Regions from separate parts of the Acanthopagrus latus genome. Here region 2 is linked to region 1. The links are chromatin contacts, called in public Hi-C maps. All regions are on one chromosome and are shown on one strand. The core of a region is the stretch at or near the end of the contact, and the rest is flanking DNA. Distances in the headings are between cores, read along the strand shown.

The links. Hi-C and Micro-C count contacts between places; a contact is called where the count stands out from the background.
Region 2: a Hi-C map of muscle shows a contact between it and region 1, with 4 times the contacts expected there. The contact joins the promoter of stat5a here to the promoter of hcrt in region 1. A contact is called at or near these places in 2 of 4 Hi-C or Micro-C datasets (both in muscle).

What each region holds. Positions count from the first base shown.
Region 1 is chr23:17,921,578-17,924,568 of fAcaLat1.1, forward strand. It overlaps hcrt (orexin), which reads right to left and starts at 1,618. Exons shown (of 2, transcript XM_037089206.1): 1 at 1,254-1,618; 2 at 1-10. The coding sequence starts at 1,337. It overlaps si:ch211-210g13.5 (inactive phospholipase C-like protein 2), which reads right to left. Exons shown (of 6, transcript XM_037088901.1): 6 at 2,405-2,991.
Region 2 is chr23:18,051,526-18,054,632 of fAcaLat1.1, forward strand. It overlaps stat5a (signal transducer and activator of transcription 5A), which reads right to left and starts at 1,294. Exons shown (of 20, transcript XM_037087818.1): 1 at 984-1,294.

The sequences.
Region 1 (2,991 bases), core at 368-2,867:
CCAGGACCTTCTGCTGGGAGAAAGAGATGTGTTCATTCTGATACACGATGACGATAGAAACAGAATTATTTACCTGCATGTCTTTGAAATGTCAGTATTATTTAATATGTATGTTTTACACATGTATTACACGTTGCTCAGCAGTTCTTACTGATCGATTGATACAAAAGCCTGAATCAAGGATGGATGGACAAACTCCAAGAATAAGAACTGAATTTATAAAAGATGATGCTCATTTATATTGATAAACATCATCAAATCCTGATCTTGAGTCATGGATACACAGAGTCTCAGCAGGACCAGCTGTTAGGGTAATGGTACTACACACGATTATTGATCTGCGCACAAAGGACATGGATCATCACTTAATCTCTATTAATATCTCACTGACATTTACATGCTAATACCTTAATCACTTGTCATAGTGGTATTACATAAACTAAATCATTTCCGTGCTAATAAAATGCATTTTCTTTTGTTAAATGATACTACAGTCTACTACAGATGCACATGACGTGGTTTTCAGTAGATTATTTGGTTTTACTGATCTTCCTAAATTTTAGAAAAAGGATTGTTTTTGTTTATGTTGATAGGAGAACAAAAAGCTAAAATACTGTTTAAAGTCATTGAATAAAACGCCTGATGCCTGCTCAGGAAGCTTTTCAACCTTTTTAAAATGTCCAGTGTGAGATTGAGCCCCTCGGACGGAGAAAAGTCCGTCCAAAAAAAGGTTTTTGTGGCTTCATCATGTTAGGATGCTATTTAGGTTTTTACCGACTGAGTGAAACAATGATAAACAATCATATCATATTTTAAGAGCCTAATTAATTGCAAATGTGCAAAAGTTTACACCTGTTATTATCTACTCTGAGGTCACACACTTCCCTCATTACAACGCCTAAAATAAAAAGTAAAAAATTGTCCCCACCACTTTAAACATAAAGTGAAATCTTTGACGTCAAGTACTCATTACAAATGCCACATGTATATATGTTTTGGGTTTTTTTTGCAGATAAACTTTTGATATGTAGTAACACAAGAAATGTATCAAAATACTTCTACTTCTTCTACCCCTGTCTTGATGAGGTCAAAATAATGTGGAAATGTGAAGGAAATGATTCTTGAGAAAAATGTATATAGAAGTAAAAAGACAAGGTCACAAACAAATTCCTACACTAACACAACTTTTAACGGTGAATTTGCAAATCCCTCAATAGTTTTTAAGATAATAGAAAAATCTAACTCTGTCTTACCCTGTTCGACGTGTCCATCCCAGTAGCCTTCTGGAAATTGGTGGGGAGCCACGTCATCTTCTGGCCAGTGTGAGGTGAAGTCATCTGATCTTCTGATGCTCCGGGTAAAATGACACGTGTCTTTTATATTGTTCTGCGATGTCCACACCGACGGACGTCACTGAGGGCCATCCTCAAACACAACCAATAATTCTCTTGCTCATTTGAAGGGCTGATGTCGAGCTCCTTGCCGTTAATTAGTCTCCAGAGGTAGATCATCTCCTAGGCACTTCTCTGGACCTTTGATGAACTGCAGGTATTTCTTTGTGGCCGCGTGCCAAAGGTCTACGAGGACATGCCATGATAATGAGCGCTGACGGACACAAGTTAATTAGCTAATGTGTCCTAAGAGTTCTATAATATGAATATAGAGAAAGCCTGGATATGCCCTTTCTCAGTTTGTAATGACAAGCTATTTCAAAAGCCATGCTAATGAGGTTCTGAGGGCTTTTTCCTCCCAGACAAACCAAGAGTGTGTTTTTCTTGCTCCTATAAAAAGTGTGTGCTGGTGACGTGAGCAGGGTTGATGAATCCATGGCACCCAAAACTTAAGAGTGGGCTGATTTCTTGTTACACTGTCTACTTTATAAACTGCCTCTCTCATTAGTCGACATAGCAGGATGACAAAAATCATTTGAAAGCATTCATTGACTTTCAGATTGTTGTCTCTCTTCCTTTCTTCCTCCCTGCCACTTACTTAATATCTGTTGCCATCTTATGGACAACAGGGAGCACTGCTCTAAATAGACAAACTCATGCATGATATGATAAACGGCCTACTTCGTGTTTCTTCAGAACAAAAGATTTTAGATGTGCAGAATTAACAAGTGCATCGCAGTGCGTAAAAAAAAAAAAAGGAATCAATAAAGCTTTTGGAAGGCTTTATTGATTTGCTTGGGATTCGCCGTCACAGCCGCTTTCAAAATGCTCCAAAGAGCCCGTGACATCCGTTTGAGTGCAATCGGAAAAAGCCATTCTGTGAACCCTGCGTTACTTAAAGTATTTTCAGCAAAATGTCACTCTACATGCCGATTGTTAAACTGCTGAGTGTCTAAACAGGCGTGTTTAACTTCCCTGCAACATTAAAGAGGAATGAATGAGAGGAGACAGGATAAACAATGAAGCCAGTTTTAATGGGCCACTTAAAGGAGCTTTTACAGAATCCACACTCACTTTGCAGTGAAACACATGTCAGGTTATTGTTTTGACCCTCATGTTCGTGGCGCTAACCCGTAATCCCTCGTTCCAGTCCCACATGCACTGGTTGTCCTGATCGGCACCACAGAACAACAGGTGTCAAATCACTGTCTATGTGGAAGTTACTGTTAAAAAAAGAATCTGAATATCAACAGAACTAACAACAATTATTATAATAGCAATCATTAATGTCCGTGTCTGCAAGAATTATCATAGCAATATATGTTCCTTTTACATTTTACATACAGTTTACATCTATATCCATTTTATTTTGTGGTTTTTATCGACAGCAGTACCATGTTCCTGTTGACCTTCGACCTCTAACAGGCCGGGGTCACATATAACATTTGTGATTGGCTGGTGAGCTCCGCCACTTTTTCGGACGTGGGCCAGCTCCACCCTGGGGGCCGAAACACCAAGTCACGTAACGTCACACACACAGCCCCTGGGGAGGAGACGGGGAGACCCTTTTGGGGGAGAGTCCAGGAATGCCGGAGAACTT
Region 2 (3,107 bases), core at 44-2,543, 130 kb after region 1:
GAGACGGAGAGGTTCATTTTTAATCACATTACTTCCTGTTTGCAATTACTTTGCATCATGTGATAAGAAACTGGGTGCACCTGAATGACGTGCTGGTGCACGTAAATAATATTTTTTTAAAAAGTTAGGCGCACCAGTACAACTAGACTGCACCTGAGCCCTGCATATTATCTATCTCTGCATGTGAAGTTTTAATCTGTACAGCTGTCAGAGAAATGAGCACAGAGAGGACAAGGTCCCTCTCTGACATGTGAACTGAAAAAAAAAAAAAAATCCCCCCAAATCCTTGATGAACGGGGCTCAAACTGGACCCGAACGCGGCAGAGTTGAGTTGAGGATCCTGAACAAAAAGCTCTCAGTCAGACTCTCTCACCTGTCAGACTCGTAAAGTCTGACTCGTACCGCTATTAGGCTCATGAGAGCTGTATAACGCTCATTTACGAGACGGAGCCTGTCGGCGCTGGCTGTGAGAGCCGCCACGGGTTATCTTCGTGGTCCTGTTTCAGCTGGGTTGGCACTTGAACGCCTCGTGTAGGTCACACCGGGAGATAAACTCGCACTTCACGAGCAGAAAGGCAGCGAGAACCCAACAAGTTTACGCAGTGAAGTCACACGCGGCAAAGACAGTGACAGCGCGCTCCACGGGCACCGGAGACACGCTGTCAGTCCGTGGAGGTTATTATAGGACCGGGGGGAGCTGCCTGTTGATTCAGCACTGTTCAGGGAAGAAGTCGCAGAAAGAGAAAAAAATAATAATAATAAAAACCTACACCGCCCCCCAAACTCCCACCCGACAAGAAATTGTTTACTCCACGCAGCCGTGTGCGGGGTTTCTTTCCTCCGTTGCGGTGCCGCACTCGCAGTTTGTTTACAAAAGCGCTGTCAAGACTCTTCATTGCGCAACGGAGGACTTTCAACACCCCCCCAATCCACGTTCACACGACACACAGTGGAAAAAAGACGTGGAGAAGTGTCAGCCTTACCTCCGTGGAGCGACCCGAGCCGCTGTCCGTGCTCATAAAACGCGAAGGAGAGGCTGCGACAGAGATCTCCCGGTCAGTCCGCCGCTCAGTCAGCCGTCTAGTTTGCAACAGTTCGCTTTAGTTCACTGCTCTCTCTCTCTCTCTCTCTCTCTCTCTGTCTCTCTCTCTCACTCACTCACTCACTCACTCACTCACTCACACACACACGCACAGGCATAAACCGCCCACTTCCGGTGGCTCTTGAACGTCTGACAGGGTTCAACACTTTCCGCAGATTTCTGTCCCGCTGATCATCGATCGGTTTGGACGAGCAGCGGTGGATTCAGGTCGGAGGAGGCGATAATAACAAGAGACAGACACCGTGTTGTCACGTGTTGTATCTGCTGAACCTGTTGCTGTTTATTTATGTATTTATTTATTTGTTTATTTTATATTATAAGTATCTTTAAATTAATCAACATTTATTTTTATTGTCTTTTTTTATTTGTGTTCGCTATTCAAAGGATAACTTATGATAACGATGATAATAGTAGTATTATAATATTAATAATATGACAATTATTATCATTTTCTGTATCTGCGGAAACATTATTTATTATGGTGATTATTTATTTATTTTATTTGTTTGCATTTTATTTCTGTTGACATCGTCTGAATTGACTGTCAGTGCTGTATATTAAAAATGCACATAAAACATCTTAAAGTAACAATAACAATTAGAATGACAATACTACTGATTATTATTATTATGATGTGCACAGATAGATAAAAAAGTGAGAGCACTCTTCGGTGCAGGTCGCTGATCTCAGACTCACTTTTCTCTGGTTCGCTGTGATCAGAGCTGCTGTCTGCCGCACTTACTTTAGAGGCAGACCGGTTGATTAGATTAAATCTAATCTAATGTGCATTCAATCTTCAATCCAGCTCAGGAGCATCGCGCCCAAATCTGTCGCCCTCAGTCTGGAGAACAGCGACGCCGTCTGGTACAAAACGGATCTAGTATTTATTTACTTCTTTTTCTTTTTTCTTTTTTTTTACCTCCAGAAAATCACATAAAATCAGATTTGTTGGTTCCCGGTTCAGGCACCATATGTGCGAGTTGGATAAATTTAAATTAATGCACACACACACACACACACACACACACACACACACACACACACACACACACACACACACACACACACGGGAGATGTGGTGACAGGAACCAAAGATAAACCTGCCAAAATTAATTAGAGGACAATGTTGGCCTGAGGCACATGCAGACACAAAGAGAACAACACACTGTTGTCAAGGCCACAATGTGAGCACATGATGACTGTTGGAGAAAAGTATTTAAATCCCTGACTTTTGTAAAACGCTGGAAAATTCTCCTTTTACAAGTTGAAGCTGTGGTATCAACATGCTTGCAGTAGTGTTTGCGGGAGGATTAGCTTGAGTATGAAGAGTGTGTTCATTGTAAGGTAGAAATAAAAGTAAAATAAAACAGAACTAGATTAATGTAGAAGCAGCTTTAACTGTAACATGCTGCCATTTGAGTTTAACACAATACATTTTGAATATAATAATGATTTCTGTCTGGTATCAAAATGTCCTCTTTCTTCACAAGAACAACATTCTTCTGTTCTGTTCTTTTCTCATTAGTTTAACAGGTTAATTCAAATTGATTTAACTATTTTATTCTCAGACCATTTCACAGAACCTATAAACTCGAGTTCTGCTAATTTGATTAGGGTTTAAAATACCGAGTTGAATGAAGATAAAGCAGAGTTCAATCTGTAGGCACATGATCAGCTTATTAGCTTATTATCTTTAATGAGCTTCCCAGTGTGCATTGCTTGACCCTTAACCTCTCCTGATACCCTTTAGCTCACATGATGAAAACTTGCTGTGTGTCTTCAGTTGGCCACATTTTCAAGTCACACTTATTTACTTTAATCTTAATGAAAATGTTGCTCACAGTGATAAACGTCAGTGCTGAAATTTGCCTTTCATTTCAAAAAGATTGATTGACTGAGACATGGTTTCATTTCTGAAGAAACGCATTAACACCGACAGACACAGCTGCAGCCGACATTAAACAGTAGTAATATGTCAAAGCTTCATTAAATAAACTGGATATTT